2 separate regions of the Sus scrofa genome follow, and region 2 is linked to region 1. Evidence: chromatin contacts called from public HiChIP or PLAC-seq data. All regions are on one chromosome and are shown on one strand. Each heading gives the region's core, a stretch centred on a gene start, on an enhancer-like site or on the middle of the called end of the contact. The rest is flanking DNA. Distances are from core to core; before and after follow the strand shown. Region 1 overlaps TCF4 (transcription factor 4). Region 2 overlaps TCF4 (transcription factor 4).

What was found. HiChIP or PLAC-seq counts read pairs in DNA pulled down with a chosen protein or histone mark.
Region 2: a contact with region 1 is called in an H3K27ac HiChIP or PLAC-seq map of alveolar macrophages. The contact joins two enhancer-like sites. A contact is called at or near these places in 11 of 47 Hi-C or Micro-C datasets (embryonic fibroblasts, fetal heart ventricle, heart right ventricle and 6 more) and 2 of 2 datasets of contacts at active chromatin or transcription factors (alveolar macrophages and skeletal muscle).

The regions. Positions count from the first base shown.
Region 1 is chr1:105,002,834-105,009,002 of Sscrofa11.1, reverse strand. The region is part of intron 3 of TCF4 (transcription factor 4); the gene reads left to right. Among named protein-coding and RNA genes, the nearest start is that of TCF4, 74 kb to the left of the region's middle. Within about 2 kb of position 3,577, at least 28 of the 83 cell types and tissues checked have an H3K27ac peak or open chromatin away from gene starts, as enhancers often do. A contact at or near this core is called in alveolar macrophages and retroperitoneal adipose tissue, where this site is marked.
Region 2 is chr1:104,918,781-104,924,949 of Sscrofa11.1, reverse strand. All of the region lies in intron 5 of TCF4 (transcription factor 4), which reads left to right. Among named protein-coding and RNA genes, the nearest start is that of TCF4, 160 kb to the left of the region's middle. Within about 2 kb of position 2,504, at least 4 of the 83 cell types and tissues checked have an H3K27ac peak or open chromatin away from gene starts, as enhancers often do. A contact at or near this core is called in alveolar macrophages and retroperitoneal adipose tissue, where this site is marked.

The DNA of each region.
Region 1 (6,169 bases), core at 2,328-4,827:
TTACAAAATAAAGTTTTTTTTTTAATTGTTCATTTGCTTGCTTTTTATGTACAAAAAGCTTTAGTTTGCTAAAAATTCATTTTTAAGGCTGCCTGGTACAAAGTTCACCCTGGAGTAAGGGACATTTAAGAACCAGTTTTAGACTGTGATATTAGCAACTATAGATTTCTTTAAAAGTTATCTATTCAGTGATTTATTTGGATTAAGTGTCCTCACTTTCTCATCTTCACGAGATGAAATTTCAGGTCTCCTTACTGACTGTGGTGAATACTGAGTAGCATGGTGATGTGTGTGTGTGATTGTTCTGGGCGTGCATATGTGTTTGTTTGTTTGTTTGTTTTTCCAGACACATGCTTAGTCATCAGGAAGTCAGCATGGAGACCATGCTGCTGGGTGCCAGGATACTCCTGTTGTTGCTTTGTCACTTCCAAATAGTTATGAAGAATGCCTGTATTCACTAATTTGGTACCATCCAGGGAACATTAGCTAAGGGCAAAAGACACAGTAGAAATCTGAGATGGAAGATAAGAGAGAAACCTGGTGTTTGAAGAATGATCTTTGATCTTTCAGAGGAGAAATACGTACCAAGAGCTTATCTATTCAAAAGAATTTACATGCAAAGCAAGTCAAGAACATAGACCTTACTTATCTTTGTAGATTATGGTTTGGTCTTGGATAGAGGAAAAGCCAGGCATCTATAAAAGGGGATTTACATGTTTGTGCTAACTCAATTAGCATTAACAGGGGCTACCAGTAATGCTGGCTGCCTGGCCTCAAACTTTCACACATACATATTTTTAAAGACAACAAAAAGATTTTTGAGAATGTTATATAAATAAGAGAAAGAATTACCAAATGTGTGGATCTGTTTAAAAAATTTTTTTTAAATATTTGTGTTTTGAAATTTTAGTTACTTCAAGAATAAGTAGCTTTTTTTAAAAAGAGAAGAAAGCAGAATCATATCTCACGGCCGTTAAAGCTTATTGCATTTTCCAAATTTATCGTTGGAAGTCATGCAGATTTTCTTTAACAAACTGAAGGATGCATTTGTAGTCTAAATGGTAGCTTTGAGAGGAGTTAAGTATTTATGGAAAAAAATTATAAGAAGCCACGTGCATTTACAATTTTTTTTTCAAAAATAAATATTGGTTGGGAAACTAGACTCTTTCACTATTTGGTAATGCGTATTCTGACTCATTCACACAGACATTGTGGTACCTAAAGTGTTGCAAAATCGGACATTTATATGGAGATGGGCTATTGATGTAAAAAAAAAAAAAAAAGGCTGAAGGCTGGGAAGGATAAGGAATGAGTACAGTATTTAAAAAAATGAGCTCTTTGTCTTCTGTCCTTCATCCTGCCTCGATCTCAGAGAGGTTTTGTCCACTGAGAATAAAGAACCCATGGGAATTACCCAGGAATCATCCACCAGTAAAAGGGATAGTTTTACTTCAGTGAGCAAGGGTGGGCCCAGAAGTCTGCAATAGTCAATGATGCTTTTTTATCCTCTTCATGCCAGGTGAACATTTGTATATGCAGAATACTGACTCATTAGGGGACTTGCAACTAGTTGGAATCCAAAAGTTGGTGCCTCCCTATCTTCTATTAGGGAATTTGATCTAATTTGAGAGCAGCACTTAGATTTCACAGGTTTGTTACTAGTTACTTACTGGCCTAATGCTCAAGGCCAGTTGCCTTTCCCCACTATAACTTCGCTCATCATACTCATTCCTACCTGCAAGTACCTAATTCGCCTATTGAAATCTTATTAGTTATTCAAAGATTTGCCAATACCTCCTCCAGACATGATTTTTTCTCATCTCTGAATTTTATATTATTTGTCTAACTCTTAGGACACTTATTATATTTTCCATGCCTTTTAATTATTGTTAAAATTCTTATTTGGAAGTTATTTGCAGAAATTTCAAACAGTTATAAAGAGAATAGTATAATAAACTGCCATATATCCATTATTATACAGCTTTGATAATTATGAACATTCTGTCATTTTTGAATCCATTATACATCACACTCCCCACCCATACTTGAATTTAATTAATTTGAATAATAGATTATGAGAAACTTGAAATTAGGAACTATATATAAACTTTATTCAGTTTTTTCTGACTAAATATAATATATCTTCTTTGTGGAGATATCCAATATTAATATTTTGAAGACTGAAGATTCTAATTTTTGTTTTTAAAAACTTAATATGAAATGTGTATATTACTTTTTAACATTTTATCATGAGCATTTTTCCAATGTTCTTAGACATTTTCAAAAACATGATCTTTTAAAGGCAGCATCATATCCCATCATAGGTTCTTCCAAAATTTATTTAAACAGTTTCCTGTTGACCACTGTTTGGAACAGCCTTGTCTTTAAATACTTGTCTTCATTTACAAAGATATTAGGATAGTTTCCTAGGGAATTATTAGGTGAAAGGCTCTTTACATATCTTGTCAAATTGCTGTCTAGGAAGGCTGTGCCACTTTGCATTATTTTTATCTTATTAAGTTGGTATTGAAAAATCTGGTATCTGATTGTTTTTGTTTTAAAGTAGGTATTTTCTGGATTATTAATGACATTGGACATTTTTCAGGATCATGATTCTTATTATTTCATGTGTTAAATAAGGTGTTATCTGGAATTGCAGTGAATGCTACATGTCAATTAATTTAGCTCCAAATCTAATGCTTTGTAGTGATAATCAATTATTTTTAGTTTTTCACAAATCAGCTTTTGCTGTCTTTGTAACCAAAATGTCTGCCTAAGTGCAAATTACATTAGTTGAGAGTTAGTCTTATTTTACTTTTTGAGTATTATTTTTCAAAGCTGTCATTCTGTATAATTTTCTCCCTTTATATCATATAACTTTATTGAGAAGTGTAATTCTGCCTGGAATTATTTAGCTTTAGGTAAAACTTCTTTGTCTAAGAAATAGACTCTCAGGTATAAATACATTTTTGTTTTAAAAAATATTTTATTTAGGCCAAAGTTTTAAATCACTCATTGTATTTGACTGAATTTATAGTGTATTTAACCTTCATTCTGGAATACATTTTAAAACTCTCTTTTTAAAGTGCTTAGTGCAATTTTTATATGAAGTAAAATAAAAGTTGCCATTTTCACAAGTGAGTGTTTTAGTGGTAAGGCTGCTCTTTTGCTGTGTGAAATTTCCAAACTCCAGCATAGGGATTGAATGAAAATATTTATATTAATAAAGCAGCATAGGTAAATATTTTCAATTTCAGAAAAAAAGCAGAAAATGCCTCTTTCTTTCCTGTTGGAGTTACTTTATTATCTAAATCTAGGTTGTAAATCCACAAGTAAAACCAGCATTTTATTAGAATCTCATGCCATTCGTTCCATCTAATCAAATCATACCTCGCTGAACTATGTTCAAATACGTTGAAAAATAATTTACTGGCGTTGTGTTGAAAAAGAATATTAAAAGTATATGTGCGGTGTAGAGGAAACACTCAAAACAGATCTACCCAGACATCAACAGGATATTATTACCCCAAAGAAATGACGACAGTTTGCCAGCTAGATGCGTAGAGGAAGGAAATTTACAAACATCTCCAAGAGAGGCATGTTGAGGGGTTGAAGGAAATGAGGCACGTCCTGCTTTTATTGTGCTTATTGGAGTGGGATTCCCAGAAGACTGAACAAGGCTGTCCTGAGACCTCTGTTTGGCAAGGATCTTGTTGACTCATATTTTATTTTTGTTTCAGTAAAGGTCTGCTATTGTTCAATTTTCTACTGTGGCTTATAAACACAGAGCCAATATCATTTCCCCATCTATTGACTGATGTTTACAAATAAATGAAAATCTGCCGTCATCATTAACTCATGTTCTGTTTCCACTAAGCAAAGAAGAGGAACAGAGACGTCTCCTTAAAAGATGGACCTTTTACGTGGAGATCTCAGTTCACGTTGTATTTCAGAGTTTGCACGTTGTGTTTCAGAGTCTTAATCACCTGATATATTGGGGGAATTTATTACTTCCTTTTCCTATGGAAGAGGAAAAAGGAGATAAATATTTACAGAACCTGGGTTTCAAAAGCCTGCTTTTCGATTAAAATGTTTGATCTCTCAATGTCTGAGTCCTCTGCTTATAAGTTGAATCACTGGACCTTTATGTCTGAGATCATAAGACTTTCAGTTGGAAATGCCTGGTTTAGAGTAATGAATTCTTATGATGCTTTGAAATATTTAAAAAATTTCTGTCAAGTTGTACACTGAAATGGGAAATATTATAAACATTTCTGCTTGTTTTCGCTCTTTTTCTTGTATTTATCAAAATGCTGAGTGTCATAAATCTCTCTAGACAGAGAAGTACGGGAATGGAAATCTTTGGTTTTCTGCTGTGACTCAGTCTGAGGGGCAAGCGGAAGGCTATCTCTGGAGTTTTAGGTTATGAATTTGTCCCCTTAATTCTGAGTCAGAAGATGTGGTAACTGTCACTCTTATTCACTGAGTGACACCACACTTGGCTTTTTGTTTAGAAGACATTTAAAGGAGACACACATGAAAGGGAAAAATGGTGTGAGAAAGTGGAAGGCTAATGTTGGTTAAAATCTGGTTTTGCTTTCATTTCTTTTATTTATTCCTTAGGATGATTGCTTTCGATAATTTTTTTTTCCCCAGTCATTTTAATGTCTGAAAAATTCCAAAGAGAACTGTTATTTCAGCCCTTCAAAGGTATGTTTCAGGGTGAAGATAGGGACTGATCACCAAAGGAATTTCCCTGGCGGGAGTCCTAACATTTTAACTTCCCATGATTTTTTTTTCACCCTCTTTTCCTTTTATTTTTGGCTCTGACTCCCAGGAATGTCTGGTTTAAAGGAATTCCCATGGGAGGCAGGTTTGGATGATGTTGAAGGTTCTCCAGGTGCTTCTGAGGCAGGATTTTGAGAAATGATGTTCATTGAGAGATAAGCCGCGATTGTTCTAGTGCAAAGGGGCTGAGGATTTGGGGGCAGTCATTTCTGGATGTCACATTAGGCCACTGGAGGTTCTGTCCCTGATGGTCTGAGTTGCCTGTAAACTATTTGTTAGAGGTGGTCATTCCCTTAGCTCTCCAGTTTTCTAGGAGAACTTACTTTGGTAAATTCTGACTGATGGCCTCTTTTACATACTCTATTGGCAGGGGGTGTCAAATATTTTCTGAGTAGTTTTCTACACAGTGGATTAAGGCTAAAAAAATAGGTAGTAGAACCAGCATTTGAGCTGAGTATTTGTGGTGGCGATGGTGGTGGTGATAGGGTGTGTGTGCTTGGACACATGTATACATGTGTCTGTAACACCTGTATGTTTTTTGTTGCTGCAACTGCTTGCTTTTAGGTAACTTGAATTTGAGCAGAGAATAATTTAGATAATATCAAGGCTTTGGATGTGTTAGTCCTGCATGAATAGGATTTAAAATCTGCCATAGGTGTAATATTGCTTTAGGAAATCCATAATACATGGGAATAGTAAGTTGACATACAACTTGAGTACTTATAGAAATTAGAACACATATAGATGTATATTTTTATTTTGGTGTGGAATATTCAAGGTCAGCAAGTTAGCAAACTTCAGAAATAGAGTAGTTTTCCTGTTTAAAAAAATAATGATTTAATAACATACAGAGTCTTCCTACAATTTTCAAGAGAATATTTACTCTTTTATTTCAGATCATCTGTTTTAACAGTTAATCAAAATGCAATTCAGATTTATTTGGATTTTTTTAAAACTCAGCACATCATTTTTCAAGAGTAAGCACATTTCTTATAGAGGTTATGAAATGAAGATTTTTGTTGCACCTATCATGCATTGCAGTTTTGTTATTTGCAGTTTGTTATTAAGTGTTCCAAGGTATAAAAGAGTATGCACAGCAACAGTGTTGACTGTACAGATTTCTGGTATTTTAAAATGAAAGAGCAAGTAAGTGCAAGCTGGGAAGGGTGGGCTTTCCAGTATGGACTCTAGCTTTAAATCTCAGGTCTTTTACTTACTTCCTGGAACATGGAGCAATACAATTATGTAATTTCTCTGTAAAATGAGGATAATATAAGTACCTACTTCATCAGGTTATGAGAATGAAATTAGTTAATACATCTGAAGCATTTAGAACAGTGTTTTAGCTCATAGTAACTGATCAACAAGTATTTTCAAGCTC
Region 2 (6,169 bases), core at 1,255-3,754, 83 kb after region 1:
ATTTTAGAGATGGGAAGGTGAAAGACAGTGAGGTTAAAATTACCCAGACAGAGAGCATACTCCTGGTTCCTTAATGATGTGATTGGGATTTGCACACAGTTCTGCCAGAGTGTGAAGCATGTATTCTAACCAGCAGATCCAACTACTTCCCTAGACAGAGTAGATAGATGGGATAGATCAAAAGTATTCTGAGTAAATGTCAGATATACGAAAGCCAGGGTTAAAGGACCACACTAATGACTGCCATACTTAAACAAAAATTGTCAGCATGATGTTAAATCACAATAAAATAATCTTACAAGAAGAATGATTAAGGTTTGCGGGAGTTCCCGTCGCGGCGCAGTGGTTAACGAATCCGACTAGGAACCATGAGGTTGCTGGTTCAGTCCCTGCCCTTGCTCAGTGGGTTAATGATCCGGCGATGCCGTGAGCTGTGGTGTAGGTTGCAGACACGGCTCAGATCCCGTGTTGCTGTGGCTCTGGCATAGGCTGGCGGCTACAGCTCCAATTCGACCCCTAGCCTGGGAACCTCCGTATGCCATGGGAGTAGCCCAAGAAATAGCAAAAAGACAAAAAAAAAAAAAAAGAATGATTAAGGTTTGCAAAAAAATAAAGGAAAATATCATCGTCACTATTTTTTAATAAGGGAAGAGTGAGCCTGATGAAGTAGGACCTGTTGCTTTACGAATAGCAATGCCTGCATCTGGTAAGGACGTGGATTTGACAGCTGCATTGCTGACCTGGAATTAGACTCCCCTGTGGAATTCAGGTCAGCGTTTACACCCAAGAAGTTTTACCATCTTTGACAATTTAAGCAAAAAGAGTATGAAAGCACTTAGGAACAATTTAGAGAACCAGAATCCCAGCAGAATCAGAGGAACAAACCTTCTCAGTGGGGAGGTGTTGGGGGCATAGTGATAGAGCCTTAAAATTTTCAGAGAGATGTCATGTCAGACTTAGAAACGAGTTGTTTGATTTAAGGTAGTTGATCTTAGAATACCTACTGCTTTAACTGGCTGCTTCTTCTCTCACATCTTAGAAAACGAAAAACAGAAAAATGAAAAACAAAAACAGCTCTTCTTCATTCTTTTGATAATCCTCAGAATTTTCAGCTTATTTTAACTTGCTCATTCTGGAATCTTTCCTATTGTTTCTTCATTCACCTTTTCTCTTTCCTGATTCCCTTTCCCTGTGCTTAGAAATGTACCAATGGATAGTCTGTCCTCTGGCAGTGATCGTCAAAGTGTGGTTCATAGACCACATACGTCAGGTCTCTTGGGATCACATTCAAATTGGGACGGACACACTACAGGTTTACCAATCAGCACCTCCATCAAGTGTACTCGAAGAGCTTTCCTGAAACTACCTAGTCTCAAAGGTAGTTTGCCATCTAAGGTAGCACAGCTTCAAACTCCTTGTTTTTTCCTCTAGCCCGTTCTTTTTGCCTTTTGAAACCCACCTCCTTCAGCATCCACCATGTCAAACACCCCGAACTCTCTCTCTCTTTTCCAGTACTTTCCCTGCCAAACTACCCATCATTTGGGCATTATTTATTTGAATGAGCCAGAAATGCAACAGGATCTGTCTGAGATTCCTAGAGATAGGGTTGAGATCCACTTTACTCTCTGCCAGGAAAATAGTTTTCCTTAACAGCTGGAGAGGTCAAATGTCTAAAATGGATGTGCGGAGAAGAGTGGTCTAATATTAATATGATGTGAATAATATAGCTTGTAACATTCAAGGTCAGCATGTCTAATTTCCCCTGTCTGGGAACCCCCCAGCCAGCCATGTGTAGAGAGAGAAATTCCAATCGCCAGAATCTTCAGCTTCAAGGAGACAGGTAGCTGTTACCTGCCTGTGAACAGCTGAACCATCCAAGCTTTAATAGACTGCAGTTAGTCATGTCAGGAAACAGAGGACAGAGTTCCCACTGTGGCTCAGTGGTTTATGAACCCGACTGGTACCCATGAGGATGCAGGTTCGATCCCTGGCCTCGCTCAGTGGGTTAAGGATCTGACATTGCCGTGAGCTGTGGCATAAGTTGAAGACGCATCTGGGATTCTACCCCTAGCCTGGGCACTTCCATATGCTGCAGGTATAGCCCTAAAAAAAAAAAAAAAAAGAAAGAAAGAAAAGAAAAAAAAAAGAGAGAAAAGAAACAAGGGAAGCTGCAGATTTGGAGAGTGGAGGCTGAGTCATCAGGATTGAGGAAGATTTACTGCTGACCAGTCAGATAAGTGAGATTTTCAAGAATCATCATGGAAGAGATGGCAGTCTCCTCTTAAATGAGAGAACTGTGAGGGTCTAGCATGTCACCTATTACTAAAACAGGGTCCCTGTTTTGTCCTAACTCAGCATCTGAAGTATAGTCATTTATGTTCTACAAAAATGATTTGAAACTTCTGCAGGGACTTTCAAAGGAAGAAATGGGGAAGACTGCGTGAGATGGGTGGTGCTGACATTGTGTGTGGCCAGGGCTTGAGTCAGAGAGCTTCAACCCCCCGTGCGAGGAGGTTTGTTTCATTTGGGGCAGCCCTACCAAGATTCATTTCATTATGTGCTTTCTGTGGGCCTTTTGTGGTCCTTGTTTCCTTTTTTTGGCTATGAATATATTTTCAGATTTTAAAATTCCCCTTCATTGATGGAATATGTTTAATATCCTTATTTTTTACAGTTCTTTTTAAATTAACTTGTAACTTTTCTCCATGAATATTTCTTTTCTGTAAGTTTTCTACTTTTTGATTGTCTGTTTTTAGATGATTAAGATGTTGCTCTCTACTTCCCCTTCTTTCCCTCGATGGGGCTCTCATTGATTTACCAAAATCACTCTCCAGTATGAATCAGGAGGCGCATGGTGTAACAATATCTTCTAGGTTATAAAGCTCAAGCCAAGGGAACAAGATTGTTTCTTGACACCAAACATTATTCATCCTCTTAATTTCGAGCCTTGTAGCTTGAAATCCATGGTCTGTGATGAAATGGAGGCAATTTCTCTGAGCCTTACTGTTCTCATCTTAAAAATGACGATGATGAGATCTTCTCAGAGCATTGTAATGAAGATTAAATGAGATATATGCATCTAGCACAGGGCCTAGAAATAGGAGATTCTTAATAAATGTAATTTCATTTCTTTTTCAATTTCTGTAAAACTCCAGGGAACATTAGTAAATGTCTAGGTGTTTTTAAAAAAAAGAAAAAAGAAAGAAAGATCATAAGTTTGGTGTTAAGTTTGAGGTACTTTTATGCCATTCAAGTGAAGATACCTAGTAGGCAGTTGGGGTTATGGGTGTAAAGATGAGAGAAGTCTGAGCAAAAGGTTTTCCACTGAAGGAGTCTTCAACGTATAGACGCAAGTTGATGATGTAAGGCTGCATATGGTGTCTCAGGTAACAAGGAAACCTAGGGCCTCACAATTGAAGAATTGTCAACATTTCAAGTCTTTAGCTTGAGAATGAAAGAACCTCCAGAAGTAGGAGCCAAAGGAAATGTGTTGTCATGGAAGCCATGTCACTCATGTTTTTATTTTTATTTTTATTTTTTTTATTTCTCCAATGCATTATTATTTTTTTCTATTGTACAGCATGGTGATCCAGTTACACATAATCTCACTCATATTTTTAAGAAGGAGGGGGTGCGAGTGTCTGGAAAGACAGAAGATTGCCAAAGAAGATGAGAACTGAACATTGTCTGTTGGCTTTAATTACTTAATGGCCATGGTTGATTGTTGCTGAGAGTTTTCTTGGAGGAATCATGGCATCGGAAGACTCTACTCCCCCATTCCTGTAGAACTGAGTTATTTTTCCCCTGACCTGACTGAGTAGCCATCTTTTATATTTCTAATGTGATTTTTTTTCTTTATGGTTTATAATGATCATTGTTTATACTTAGCCTCATTCTCATAATGAATTATCAGTTTCCTGAAAACAGAGGTCATGCAAAGTACCATATAAATTTCACCTAGTAAGTATTTAACAGTTCAGTCTCAGAATCATGGTTTCTACCCTAACAAGGCAGGCTGCTTTGTCTCTTCATCTCTCCATCCACCCATCCATTCATTCACTGAAGAGCAGTTTATTTACCACCTGTATACCATGTGGCAGACACATTTTGGGCCTATGTGAATATAGTGGTGAACAAAAGATATTGCCTTTCTGCATAAAACTTATGGTGGAGACATGATAAAGAATAAATACATATTCTGAGTGCCCTTAACATTTAAGGTATTTGTTCCTCAGAACATCCACTTGACGTAGATGTTATTTTAGTTTTTTTGGGGGGAGATAAGGAAATGGAGGCCCCAAGATATTCAGCAACTTGCCAAGGTCATTAATTCATTAGAAATGGATTTGGGATTCAAATCCAGGCCGTTAATCACCCCACTGTACCGCAAAATGTTTGGCACAGAATAAACTACTATTACTACTTTTATTACTACTACTAATGTTATTAATAGTAATTATTCCTTAGCCTAGGGATCATTGATTCCAATTAGGATAAGGAAACAGAGTCTACCTAGCTATTGACAAAACTAAATTTAGAAGTCAAATTTTCCTGTTCCCAATGCAATGCTTTTCCCTCAGATAATACCTCTTCCTTAAGGGAAGGAGTGTGAAGGGAGGAAGAGGTAGAAGAAGGATGGAAGAATGAAGGAAGGGGCAAAGAGAAAGAAGGATGCGTGGAAGAGATGTAGGAAGGAATTAAATTTGTTTGATATGGGAGTTTTTATTTTAACAAACTTTATGTGATTTTTCATGTTCATTTCCCTATATTCTCAAGAGGGTTATCCTTATAATAAGAATATTTTGATGCAAAATAGTCATAGTCCATTTCATAGACTAGCAAAAAATAATTTAGGAGCTAGGAGACCCTTAGCTATTTTAAAGTAAAAGATTTTATTTTAGAAAGTGTATTTTTGATGGTATTTGCAATGTGAAGGCATTGGTTGGAAGATACACTAGAAGCTTTGTTTACCAACAGCCAAGTCTTTGTGGAGTGTGTGTGTGTGTGTGTGTGTGTGCGTGCGTGCACACACACGCACGTGCACAGGATGTATAAAGAGTATGTACTTGTTTTATAAAATTTTGGGAATGTTGAATTTACTTTGGATATATGCTTTGGGGAAGAGGATACTGGAATATTTTTCTGGGATGGGAAAGTTTTTGTACTTATATGCAAGGCTGCTCTAATATCAAACACCATATTTAAGCATCACAAATATACACTAAGCAAGGGACAGATGCACAAGGAATTTAAGCAGAGTTTTTCTAAATGGCAAATAATTAGAGGGGAACAGATGCCTATGGGCAGCAAAGGATGAAATGAGGTACCAGGAATTTTAAAAGGGAGATAGAAATACATATGTAGAATGCAGTTGCTCTCAAGGATGTTTAAGCCTAGAGGCTGTTCTTTCCCAAAGTTATGTGTTTTTGTGGGTTTCGACATTAAATTTTGTACTCTCTTTACCTATATTCCCCAAAGAAATAGATCATGCTAATGATTCCAAAGTGGAACAGATTTTCTTTCGAACCTCAGTTTTGGATGACTTTGCGGATTGCATCTCTTTCTTCTCTTTCCCCAGGGCCGTGTCCTTTCACAGGGCTGCCAGGATATGACATTTCTAACAGTGTCACTCCTCATTATTTATTATTTATACCCCATCTACTTCCAAAAGGGTTTTTAGCTAGACTACCAATAAAAGATGTCTACGAATGATTTTTTTTTTTCCTGAATGTGCCTTTTAGGATGGACATGCCCTCCTTAGGAACAGCCCTGCTGTCAAATGGGTGGTGTCTATCAGACAACCCTTCGGTATGGTCTTGAGGTCGAAAAAGAAACAGATCTCCAAGAATAAAGTAGAGAAGAGCATGAGGCATTTCTCTCTTCCTGTAGAATGGTAGTTTAAGCAGCAGGGGCTCCAAGCAGAGCTATTCAGCAACCCAGCAAAGCTGAGCCGTAGCACCTGGTCATTATCCTTCAGGTTTGAGATTTACCTGTTGTGCTCATTGTAACAAAAGAAATGAAATCTCTGTAATTATATTGGAAGGGGGAGGAGATCATGTTTTAGTTCCTTTGATCTTGAGCTAGAATAGGCTCTGCTTTTGGAAATTTAATTTGAAAGAATCCAATGTACACATCTGCTTTTTGTACTGCAATTTCTATTGAGCTTGAA